2 separate regions of the Zea mays genome follow, and region 2 is linked to region 1. A link is a contact called in public Hi-C data. All regions are on one chromosome and are shown on one strand. The core of a region is the stretch at or near the end of the contact, and the rest is flanking DNA. Distances in the headings are between cores, read along the strand shown. Region 1 holds the start of LOC103639286 (ecotropic viral integration site 5 protein homolog). Region 2 holds the start of LOC100282090 (IN2-1 protein).

Region 1 (5,216 bases), core at 825-3,324:
CTATCCAAAGCAGTACCTGTAGAATCATCAGTTGTCTCCTGTCCAAGTTCCACCTTCTCTGCAACACAAGACTCCTCAACCTCAGCTGGATATCCGTCGTGACTCACTTCTGCAGTCATTCCTTCCTCTTCAATAGAAGTAAGCTGTGGTCCATCCTTTCGATGAATATCGTTTGCACCATTACCACCCTTCACTACCCGAGAGCTCATCATTTTGTCAATGATGCTAAGCGCTGCACGCACCCGCCACTGGGACTCAACTTTTATGGGCTTCAGTTCATCCAACAACCCCTTATCCAAGAAGAGTTCTACCAGCTTTTCCAAGTTGCCATTATTCTCTTCTTCCAATTCTTCTGGGATTCCATTCAAATCTCTTAGTTCTTCAAAGTCCCCGCTTGCTTCCATCAAGCCCTCTAAGTCTTTGATTGCTTGCGTAGAGCTGCTACCAGTCTCCTCTTGCACTTTGTCCAACTTAGTTACATCTTTCAGATCTCCTGGCTTACCATTTGGTTCCCTTGATTCGCCACTTGCATCAGCTTCCTTCGGGCTTTCAAATTTGTTGTTATCTTCTGCGTTCTCAGATCCCACTTCTTCATCATCACAATGTATTCCGATGCCGTTATTCCCTTGTGTTTGTCCTGCACCTGAGGCACCATCGTCGGTAGCTGCATATGGAGAAACACTGGGTGTGGTGGGCACATTCGCTGACTCAGCCAACCTGTCCAAGAAGTCCCTCCATCTGTGCGCCCTCTCCTCCTCCTCTTCCTAACAAACAACCATAAAAAGGCAAAATCAAAATTTTCCCATAAACAGACAAAGAAACAAAACATTTCCAGCACGGCAAAGTAAATCACTACCTTGTAAATCTTGGCGTACTCGCGGAAACGCTGCAGATGCTGCGGCCGCACCGTGAATCCATAAGCGTCCCTGCGCCAAACCTCAGGAGCATCAACCACAGCTCCCGGAGGGAACCCCAACAACGGCATTAGCACCCCCGGGGCAATACGAATACAAGGAACCGAACAAGATACGGCAGGAGATGGAGAGAAGAGGAGGAGGCATGCGAAATGGGCAAAGGAACCCGCCTTTGTGTGGGATTTACCGTGGGGACTCGGAGTCCATGGGGATCAGCGCGCATTAAAGAAGAAGCGACAGGACGACCTCGGCAGCGCACGCCATGGATTGACCAAAGCCATACTAAACCCTAGCCCGCGCGGGCCCCGAGATCCACGCACATGGGAGGATGAATTCTGGAGAGGAAGGGAATCAGGATTGCAACGGATCGCGGCAAGTCCGGTTGGAGCCACGCGCGCTGGCGCTAACTGCACCGCACCCCCTGCTGCCGCGGCGCCCGAGGGGTGTGCCCCAGGCGACGAAGATGAATTGAATTGGTGAAGAAGAAGAAGAAGAAGAATCGGCAGCGCAGATTGGGGACGGCGAGCAGGAGACCGAAAGAAGGGAGGGAAAGAAAAAAAGAAGGCCATTTTTCGTTCGACGCTAGACTAGCGCGGAGCACGTGGCGCGCGGCACGACGATGGCGCGCGTCTGTCCTGCCGCCTGCCTCATGCATCGTGGATTTCAAGTGGAGAAGAGAAGAGTACGGTACGGTACTTAACGAACCTCTTGCACTCGGAGTCGAAGGCCGCGGCGGCGGCGCCCATTATGGCCGCCGCCGCTGCGCTGCTCCCGGCACGCGCCGTGGTGGCCGGTGGGGGGCGCAGCGACTCGTGGAACACCTCGTGCCGACCGGCGCCAGCGTCGCAGGTTGCAGCCCGGCCCGGAGGAGGAGGAGGACGGAGAGGTTTGAGTGAGTGGGACTGGAAAACTAATCACCTGGGTTTGACCTGGATTTGGTGCAACCGGTCAAAATGGACAAATGGTGCTTACGAGTTACGACTCGATCAATGGTTCTTCGGGGGTGTTTGGTTTCTAGGGACTAATGTTTAGTCCCTTCATTTTATTCCTTTTTAGTGTACAAATTGCTAAATATAGAAAATAAAATAAAGTTTTAGTTTCTATATTTGGCAATTTTGGAACTAAAATTGAATAAAATCTAGGGACTAAACATTAGTCCCTAGAAACCAAACACCCCCTTCGTCAGAGGAAAAAAATATATATACATGGACATCCGGCAATTCGGTAACAACACAATGCATGCATCAGGCAGGTTGCCGATCGTGCGTGCTGTATTCCTGTGTGGCAGGCTGCGTCAGGTCCCAACTGGCCAACTCCCAAGCTTTGGGCCCTGCCCTACCTCCCGTCCGGTTGTCTGGTCGTTTGGTAAGCACAACAGCATTGGACCGTTGATCAAGCGTGCGTGTACGGTCTTTGTAGTACACGGTCCTACCAAGCACAGTGGTTGTCTACGGCTATAGTACTGCATGCTCTGTTGTGTTGAGCTGCCGATCAGTAGCACAACACTACCACCAGTCCCAGTCAGTCTGTTGGCTACCTTGGGTGGATCCGTGCTGTTTTCAGCTTGTCCACGCGCATTATTTGGTTTGCCAATTTCAGATACACACAACCGAAGATGTGAATTGCGGTGCACGCTTCAGGCAGGGGCTGCTGGATCTGGATCGAATAGGACATGGCACTTCCAGAAGATCTGGTGGGCAGGGTTGGTCGGTTCGGTTCCGTTGGAGTAGCACACTTGACTTGCCGACGTGGCGCACGGAGACTCGTGCAGGCCCCGCAAGTTTTGGTCGTGGACAGTTTTTTGTTTTGCTGGGGCGCTGCTGGGCCCCGGGGAGCTCGCGGCTGTCGCTGTAGTCGTCAGGCCTGCCAGCCTGATGGCACGCCCGCCGGACCTACGGCGAGCGCGAGAGGAGCACCAATAATCCAGGCATCCAGCCAAACCAATTCACGTCACAGTATATTTAAGTATAAAGTTTTTATTGTATTTTTAAATCTAAGTTTCTTTTGTAATTAATCCATATCTACATTTTCTGTTGTCCAATTGAAATGAAATTTTTATAGTAGACTATGAAGAGCATGATCATATTCTGCAACAAAATTGAAATCTTGCAGGCGAAAGTGATTTCACTCATGATTGGCCGAATGTCATATGAGTTCCTTCTGTTGTTCATTAAGAGCTTTCCATAAGCTATGTGGGCATCTCTTCATAAGGTACTCTTGTTTGAGATCTTTATGTATGTAGAGCCTCAGAAGAAAAAGAGTTGTGTTATTTTTAACATCATTAACTAGGTTGTCACCAGTGATTGGTGTTGCAATAACATCGATAATCCCACGAGAATCTAAAGTTATTTTAATGTATGAACCCCAAGTTGGGTAATTGTGCCCATCAAGATCGAGTTCCTCGAACTCTTTAGTTGACATGTCCCTACAGTCATGATCATGGACTTCCATTAATTTATGTGTACATTGAGAGTCACAATGGTGATGTTGTAAGCTCAAATGCAAAATCTTTAAAATTACATATGATATGAGTTGCATGAACATATTAACCCTTCCTATTGAATAAATATTTTGAATATTAGTGAGCAATTTAAAAATAATCCTCAAATTAATTAGGTAGATCTCCTAGTAGTGGGCAAGTGACTTGCTGCCTAAAAGCACAGTCTCTGGGCTGATAAAATCACGACTGAACAAATCACATCCAATGCTTAGGTCTACACTATCCATGCTCGACTAATTATCAAAATGATATTCAAAAAAATTATATGATGTTATTTTGGGTTATCACGTATATGTGATCATCTAGAAATATGTAGACCTCGTAGTGATAGACATTCAGAATGTTGTCTGAAGTATGGTCTCTGGGTTACTAAACTTTATAAAAGAATTTAGCACATTCAATGCTTAGGACTCTATCATCCTGTGCTCATACTCCAAAATAAATGTAATGTAATTTTATTCGTGCATGCAAACTTAAAAGAATGCGAAAAACAATAGCAAGTAGAGATATGTGAATTATAAATGTAATAACAAAAATAATTCACGAACCAAATTCTGGTATATTGATAATAAAACAGACAAACATATACAAAGACATATAACAATTGCAATCTAAATGACGAATTTAGACGCACTAACAATTGGTTAAACTAAATTATATACAAACATAGTCTTATACCGAAAATTCGGAAATTAAAATGGTAAAACAATGTAATTAGGCCAATCTGTAGCCCATTGTGGTAGCATGGGCGGCCTACACGTCGGCCCAGCCGAGAGGCCGGCCTAGGCGGCCCAAAACAGCCAGAAGGGCCCATTATAAATAGGGGACGAACCCTAACTGTCCCAACTCCACTAGCCGTCGCCGCCATGCACGGGGCTCGTCCGCCCACGCCTGGGGAGGAGTAGGGACGACAATGGGTTTAAAACCTGCGGGTACAGACATTACAAACACGTACCCGCGAGATTAATGTTAAATCCGTACCCGCACCCGCTACCCGCGACGGGTAGCGTGTGTTATCCAAAACCGCTACCCGCGGGCACAGTCATATATTTAACATAATAATAAATATTTATTAAACTGATAAAAACATGTACCGATCTTAGCCAAAAGTTATACGAGTTCACTGGCGCCTGTAGTCTTCTTTTATATCATTTGATTGGCTTCGCTCGCTCAAAGCTTTCGGGGGTGGCACTAAATTGAGATGCATGTGCTCTACAGTCTACACAGACACACACGCGGGTATGCGGGTTTGCGAGCACGGGTACAACATTTTCATACCCATGAGAAAAAACCTGTCGGGTTGAGAATCAAACCCGTACCCACGGGTACAAACTCACACCCAAACCCGCAACCTATAGGTTTTTTACCCGCGGGCACGCGGGTAAAATGTGCCCGTTGCCATCCCTAGGGAGGAGCGTCGCGCCGATTTGCACGCGTGTCGAGGCCATCGACGTCGGGCCATGTCGATTGCCAGCACATCGGGGCCAAGACGCGCCCATGCCCGTCGAGGATCCCCGACATCGTCTCCCCTCTTCCCCCACTGGCCAACATGGCAGCAACCACCATAGGACGGTCTGAGGGCCATTAGGCTCTCTTCACCGTAGGAGGGAGTTGAGGTCAACCTACCGGGGAGGTGGCCGGTGAAGATGATGCGCTTGCGCGAAGCGTTGATGGCGCGAGGGGGTTGTCCGCGACGGGCATAGATGGTTCCAACGACCACCGTCTCCGCGCGGGGTTGGGGAACAACGACGAACTGCTGCTGCAATGGGTGGAGGAGGCGGTGGTGCCGCCAACTCGACATC
Region 2 (5,404 bases), core at 1,289-3,788, 130 kb after region 1:
ATAAAAAGGTAAATCTCAAATTTATTATATATCTTCTCAAATAATATATATATAATTCATATATAGATACATATATTTTTTTTCATCTTTTATGTTGTAAGGACCAGATAATGTATAAACCAATTTATGCAAAATTTTATTTTTATTTATAATAATGTGCATGATAACATAAAAAAGATTGCCATTAAATTTGATACATATTTATTTTAAAATATTAGATTTGTTCTAACAATTTGGATACCCACTTTCATCCTGTCTGTGGGGGAAGACAACCGAGCATCGAAAGGGGTGACCACATGGGAGGAAAGGAACAATTTTCCGCATCGTTTTTAGGGCATATGTAACATCATTCAATATGAGGTCTATTGAAAGGTTTCGAAAGGGTTAATCGAAAAAAATATAAGTGATGTGTTTTTTTGCGAAGAGATAATCTGTGCACGACCCTCTCTCTATATTGTCTCTTAAATATGTTTATGATTTAGAATCTCCGAGTTGTATGATATAGTCTTTTATATGTCTCTTATATTTGAAAAACTGATCTAATGTTTTATGATTGTACATGCTCTTATGTTTGCTCATGCCCAGGAGAAATAAGAGAAGGATCCATTCATACAATGGGAGGAAGAAAGGGCTCTTCCGGTGCTTTTGTATAATTGGAGGAAAGCTCTTTGAACTTGGGAAACAAGGTAGGAGCGTCTTTTTGTTCGCTTTGGATTATGATTCGGACTGCTGTAGTGTAGAAAAAATAGTAGAAACCGTTTTGAATTAAAGTCAAGCGAACAACTTATAAGATTCTATATACCCTTAATATCCAGTCTATCCTGTTCGTCTCGTCTAACCAAGCAAGAGCTTATAATGCTCATATAAATTTAAGACAATTTTATTCTCCTGAACTTTTTGTTTGGTGAGGTAAAACAAGGCTCAGCGAAAGAAGCGTGTAGTGGCCCAAGCTCTCGAAAGAACGAGATGGCTACACACGATTTGGAATGACCCAACCATAAACATTTTGACTGAGATAGTGCTATGACCTTTTGTTCGCTTTTGTTAGCTTCTGGTCCGGATCGTAAACAGTCCCATAATGGTTTTCTCTTGTACCTACGCCGGATCCACGCAACATATCCAGTCCTCCTACCAACTACTCGCCGGAATTCTTCCAGAAAATCCTGAAGGGCTCCGGGCCTGGAGCACAGCCAGGCGCAGAGTGGATGGCAATGGGTCGGGTTCGGATCGGGTATGGTAAATATCCGCCCGCGACAATACCCACGGATATTACTCATACCCGCCCGTGACTATACCCGCGGGTAGGATTTTGTACCCGTGCCCGTACCCATCGGGTATCGGGCGGGTATCGGATACCCGCGGGTATAATTACACTCCACACAAATAAAATACATGGTTGACAAATGACAAGATAGAACAAAAAAAAAGGCATAATAAATCTGATTACTGTTACAGAAGCAAGCAATATATGAGTACATAGCGTTTACACTTGAATCAAACTTCAAAGTTCAATTCAACAAAACAACGAAGGTCTCTTAGAGTCTTGGACATGATTACATGAACTTGAACTGTTGGACAACAAAGAAAAAATAGCACTCGCCTGGGCTGCAGGGGCACTGCCGCATTGAGCAGGGAGCAGGGACGCAGGGCGGGCTGGGCGAGCCAGGGGCGCTCGGTTTCTGCCTTTCTGGCGGCTGGTGGTGGCTTGGATGAGAGGCTGAGAGAGAGAGACGGTGAGAGACGGTGAGAGACCGTGACCGGTGACTTGGACGTGGGCGTTCAGCGACGGCGGCGGCGGCGCGCTGCAGTACTCTCCCGGCTGCTACAACGAGAACACCTTCCAGGTCATCATAATCTTCATTTCCCTTGTGCCGATGACTCGTATTCTTGAGATGTTCTTGCTATTTATCTGCGTTGTTTCTTTCTTGGTGAGCTGACGCGTTGCCGGTTTATTTTTCCATCTACTGCTGTTCGTTCAGGGGCTGGATTTCGTGCTGTCTGAGGCTAGGAAGCATGGGATTAAGATGATTCTGAGCCTCGTGAACAATTACGACAGCTTTGGAGGGAGGAAGCAGTACGTGCAGTGGGCGAGGGAGCGGGGGCAGACCATTGACCGGTGACTTGGTGAGTGGTGACTCCGTGCGTGACTGCGTGAGGTGAGAGGACTAGGGTTCTGGATTATTGAATAAAGATGGACATTGGGCCGGCCGGTTTCTAGTGGGCTGAAAAGTGAAAACTGAAAATAATTTCGGATATCCGCTAAGACCCGCGGGTAAAAGATAAAACCCGTACCCGACCCGATTTTATCACGGGTCGGGTATGGGTGAGACCCGCGGGTTAAATTTCGTACCCGAACCCGAAACCGACGGGTCGGATATCCGTGGATATCCGAACCCGCGGGTAAAATTGTCATCACCTGCACCGCGTTCGCGTCCAAGTCCAAGTGAGGCCGGCCGCCGTTGGGCGGGCCCAGGACGGCTGTAGACCTGTACATGTCATCCAATCAATCCGTCACACGATTCAGACTGCATTCACTCACCTCCGGCGGCCTCCCACGAAGAATTCGCTCGCTTTCCCCGGTTGCCCGTCACCACTGACGCCCGCCTCCCCCGCGGCCCTTCCCATCGCCGCGTATAAAGGTTCGCTGCCGGCAACGAGAAGATGCAGCTCACCGCCACCTCCACGCTCGAAGCTCCTCCCGAACCGGCCGCATCGCCGCCATGGCAGCCGCCGCTCCTGCAAGGTGAGCACTGAGCAGAACGGCGTCCTGTCTGTCTCTGTCTGCTGTCGCCGTTCAGATTCTTGATCTAACTCCCCCCCCCCCCCCCCCCCCTGTATAAAAACGATTGTTTGTTGAACTTTCTGTGGAGGGAGATTCTTTAGTTAGTTTTTTTTAATGGAACAGTCCTCCCTCCTTCCTGTGCAGCTCCGTGAAGGAAGTGCTGCCGTCTCCCCTGACCTCCGCCTCCGAGCCCCCTCCCCTTTTCGATGGCACCACCAGGTAGGTTTTCGACCTATCAATTAATTAATTACTAAAAATCTTCACCTGTGCAGACCATGAGCTAGAAGTTAACCCCCGGTTCGGTTTTTGAGTCTCGTGAAGGTTGTACGTGGCCTATCTTTGCCCGTTCGCGCAGCGCGCTTGGATTGCTAGAAACTACAAGGTGGTACCATCACCATCACCACCGTTCTCTGATTTGTTGAAGCGGTTCTCCTTAATTTGTGGTGTCTTCCGGGAAAGGGAAACTGAAACCTTTTTCTGTTCCTCGCCGTCTGTCCAGGGTCTGCAGGACAAGATTAAGATAGTTGCCATCGATCTCGCTGACAGGCCAGCGTGGTACAAGGAGAAGGTTTATCCAGAAAACAAGGTGTGTCTGACTAATCTGCTATCCCCCCTCCTGTTCAGATTTTCCAAGGTTCATGGATACTTTGTCTTGCATTTTTCATTCACCCTTTGTTTTGTTTCCCCCGTAGGTGCCTTCTCTAGAGCACGACAACCAGGTGAAAGGAGAGAGCTTGGATTTGGTTAAGTACATTGACAGCAACTTCGAAGGTCCATCGTTGCTCCCCGAGGTAGTATGGATACATAAGATCGCCGTCGATGTAGAAATGTGTTTTTTTTTCAGGCTTGTTTAACGTCTGGACTCTGGATTCTTCACAGGATCATGCAAAGCAGCAGTTCGCTGAGGAGCTGCTCGGATACACTGACGCATTCAACAAAGCATTTTACTCATGTTTAGTCGACAGGGAAGATGTGTCTGAGGAAGCCGGTAACAGGACTAGTTCGCATGCTTGGTTTGTCTGGAAAAAAAATGTCTTTTCAATAAGATGCTAATTGCCTCATTCCATGTCTTTACATCAGTTGCTGCCTTGGACAAAATAGAAGACGCCCTGGGGAAATTCAACGATGGCCCGTTCTTCCTTGGTCAGTTCAGTCTGGTATGTGTCGCTGAACACTAGGAATCGTTCTCTCCCGTCCCGGGAGCAGGGTTCAAAATCAAATCTACATTACGAATGTGGGCTTCAGTTGGCATGTGGTTTTGTCGTGATGCGTATTTTTCATTATTACACGAACAGGTGGACGTTGCGTATGTACCGTTCATCGAGAGGTTTCAGATACTCTATTCCAATATAAAGAACTATGACGTCACAAAGGGCAGACCCAACCTTCAGAAATTCATCGAGGTAGCTCACGCCGATGGATTTCAAATTGACTAGGATTTATATCTGTAATACGTTCGTTCGTTCACTAACATTGTTTGAGACGATCCTTTTGTCATGTTGATAATGCTTCGTTGATGAGAAACTTTGTATGTCTCAGGAAGTGAACAAGATCGATGCGTACACACAGACTAAACTGGACCCGCAGTTTTTGCTTGAGCAAACAAAGAAGCGGCTTGGGGTATTGAACACTCCGTATTTTCTTAATTTTGTTCTGCCTTGATATCGATCGATCTATATTTGTTCAGCTAATTTCAAAACATTTGACCAACCTTCGTTTTGAACATCCAGATTGCTTAAAGCCTGTGACCAAGGACGAGACTTTCGCCAGAAGCACCAGCGTAGTAGATCGGAGCTCGTTTTAGTCGGTTGTGTGCTTGGATATTACATCTGGTCTTCAATAAGGCATGGCCTTCTGTAATGGCTGTGCTTCTGAAAATAAATAAACTAGTTGTCCAGGTATTATATTTGCTTTGGTGACGTGTCGATGTCACTGTATATATATGAATGGGTCGGAAAGAATGATGATGTGCAGTGTGTTCTGTGCAAATGTTGCCGAGATGAAGGATCAGTGTCCATGTAGACATTCATGTATTGCTCATATCGTGACACGGCGCATGAAAGGTTTCGGCCCCTACCACGCTCACTCGTTTTTTTTTTTTGGCTACTCGTCACTGCTGACGCTCCAACTGAATTGATTTTTTCTTCGGCTTCCCTTTCAGTTCTGACTGACCTGCCATCTTGCATGTTCTGGTTTAATAGCACCAGAGTTTTCACTTGCAAAAAAAAGGCATATCTACCATTTTCCCTGTTCGTATCATCGTTGGGGGCAATTGCAGCATCACCGGCTAACAGGTTCTTGAAAGATTTTTTTTTTTTTTACTTTTTACGGTGATCGTCGCATGGCATGTTTTCTTTTCGAAAGGGAGGCAATTTCTTATATTGAAGCCAAAAACAATACATCAAAACGCTATAAAGACTTAAGTCTCATAAAGTTCCGGCCTCTGCTAACACGCACGCATCTAAAAAGACATTAAAAAAAGAAAGCGAAAAAAAGCATGGCTCTGATGACATTCAATCCGTAGACTAGATGGCCATCTACCTGCCGAGAAGACAGAAGAGAGACTTGGCCATTGTTCACCTTGATTGCAAAGTCAGAGCTGCCCACCCGGAAGCCTCTGCA

What was found. Hi-C and Micro-C count contacts between places; a contact is called where the count stands out from the background.
Region 2: a Hi-C map of leaf shows a contact between it and region 1, with 2.7 times the contacts expected there. The contact joins the promoter of LOC100282090 here to the promoter of LOC103639286 in region 1. A contact is called at or near these places in 12 of 25 Hi-C or Micro-C datasets (bundle sheath, ear, endosperm and 3 more).

The regions. Positions count from the first base shown.
Region 1 is chr9:144,700,019-144,705,234 of Zm-B73-REFERENCE-NAM-5.0, forward strand. LOC103639286 (ecotropic viral integration site 5 protein homolog) reads right to left here and starts at 2,075. Exons shown (of 18, transcript XM_035962698.1): 1 at 1,620-2,075; 2 at 857-926; 3 at 1-764. The coding sequence starts at 1,660.
Region 2 is chr9:144,828,500-144,833,903 of Zm-B73-REFERENCE-NAM-5.0, forward strand. It overlaps LOC100282090 (IN2-1 protein), which reads left to right and starts at 2,539. Exons shown (of 10, transcript NM_001155003.2): 1 at 2,539-2,743; 2 at 2,927-3,001; 3 at 3,104-3,164; 4 at 3,282-3,368; 5 at 3,475-3,573; 6 at 3,662-3,770; 7 at 3,863-3,939; 8 at 4,078-4,185; 9 at 4,322-4,402; 10 at 4,513-4,867. The coding sequence starts at 2,721. The coding sequence ends at 4,521.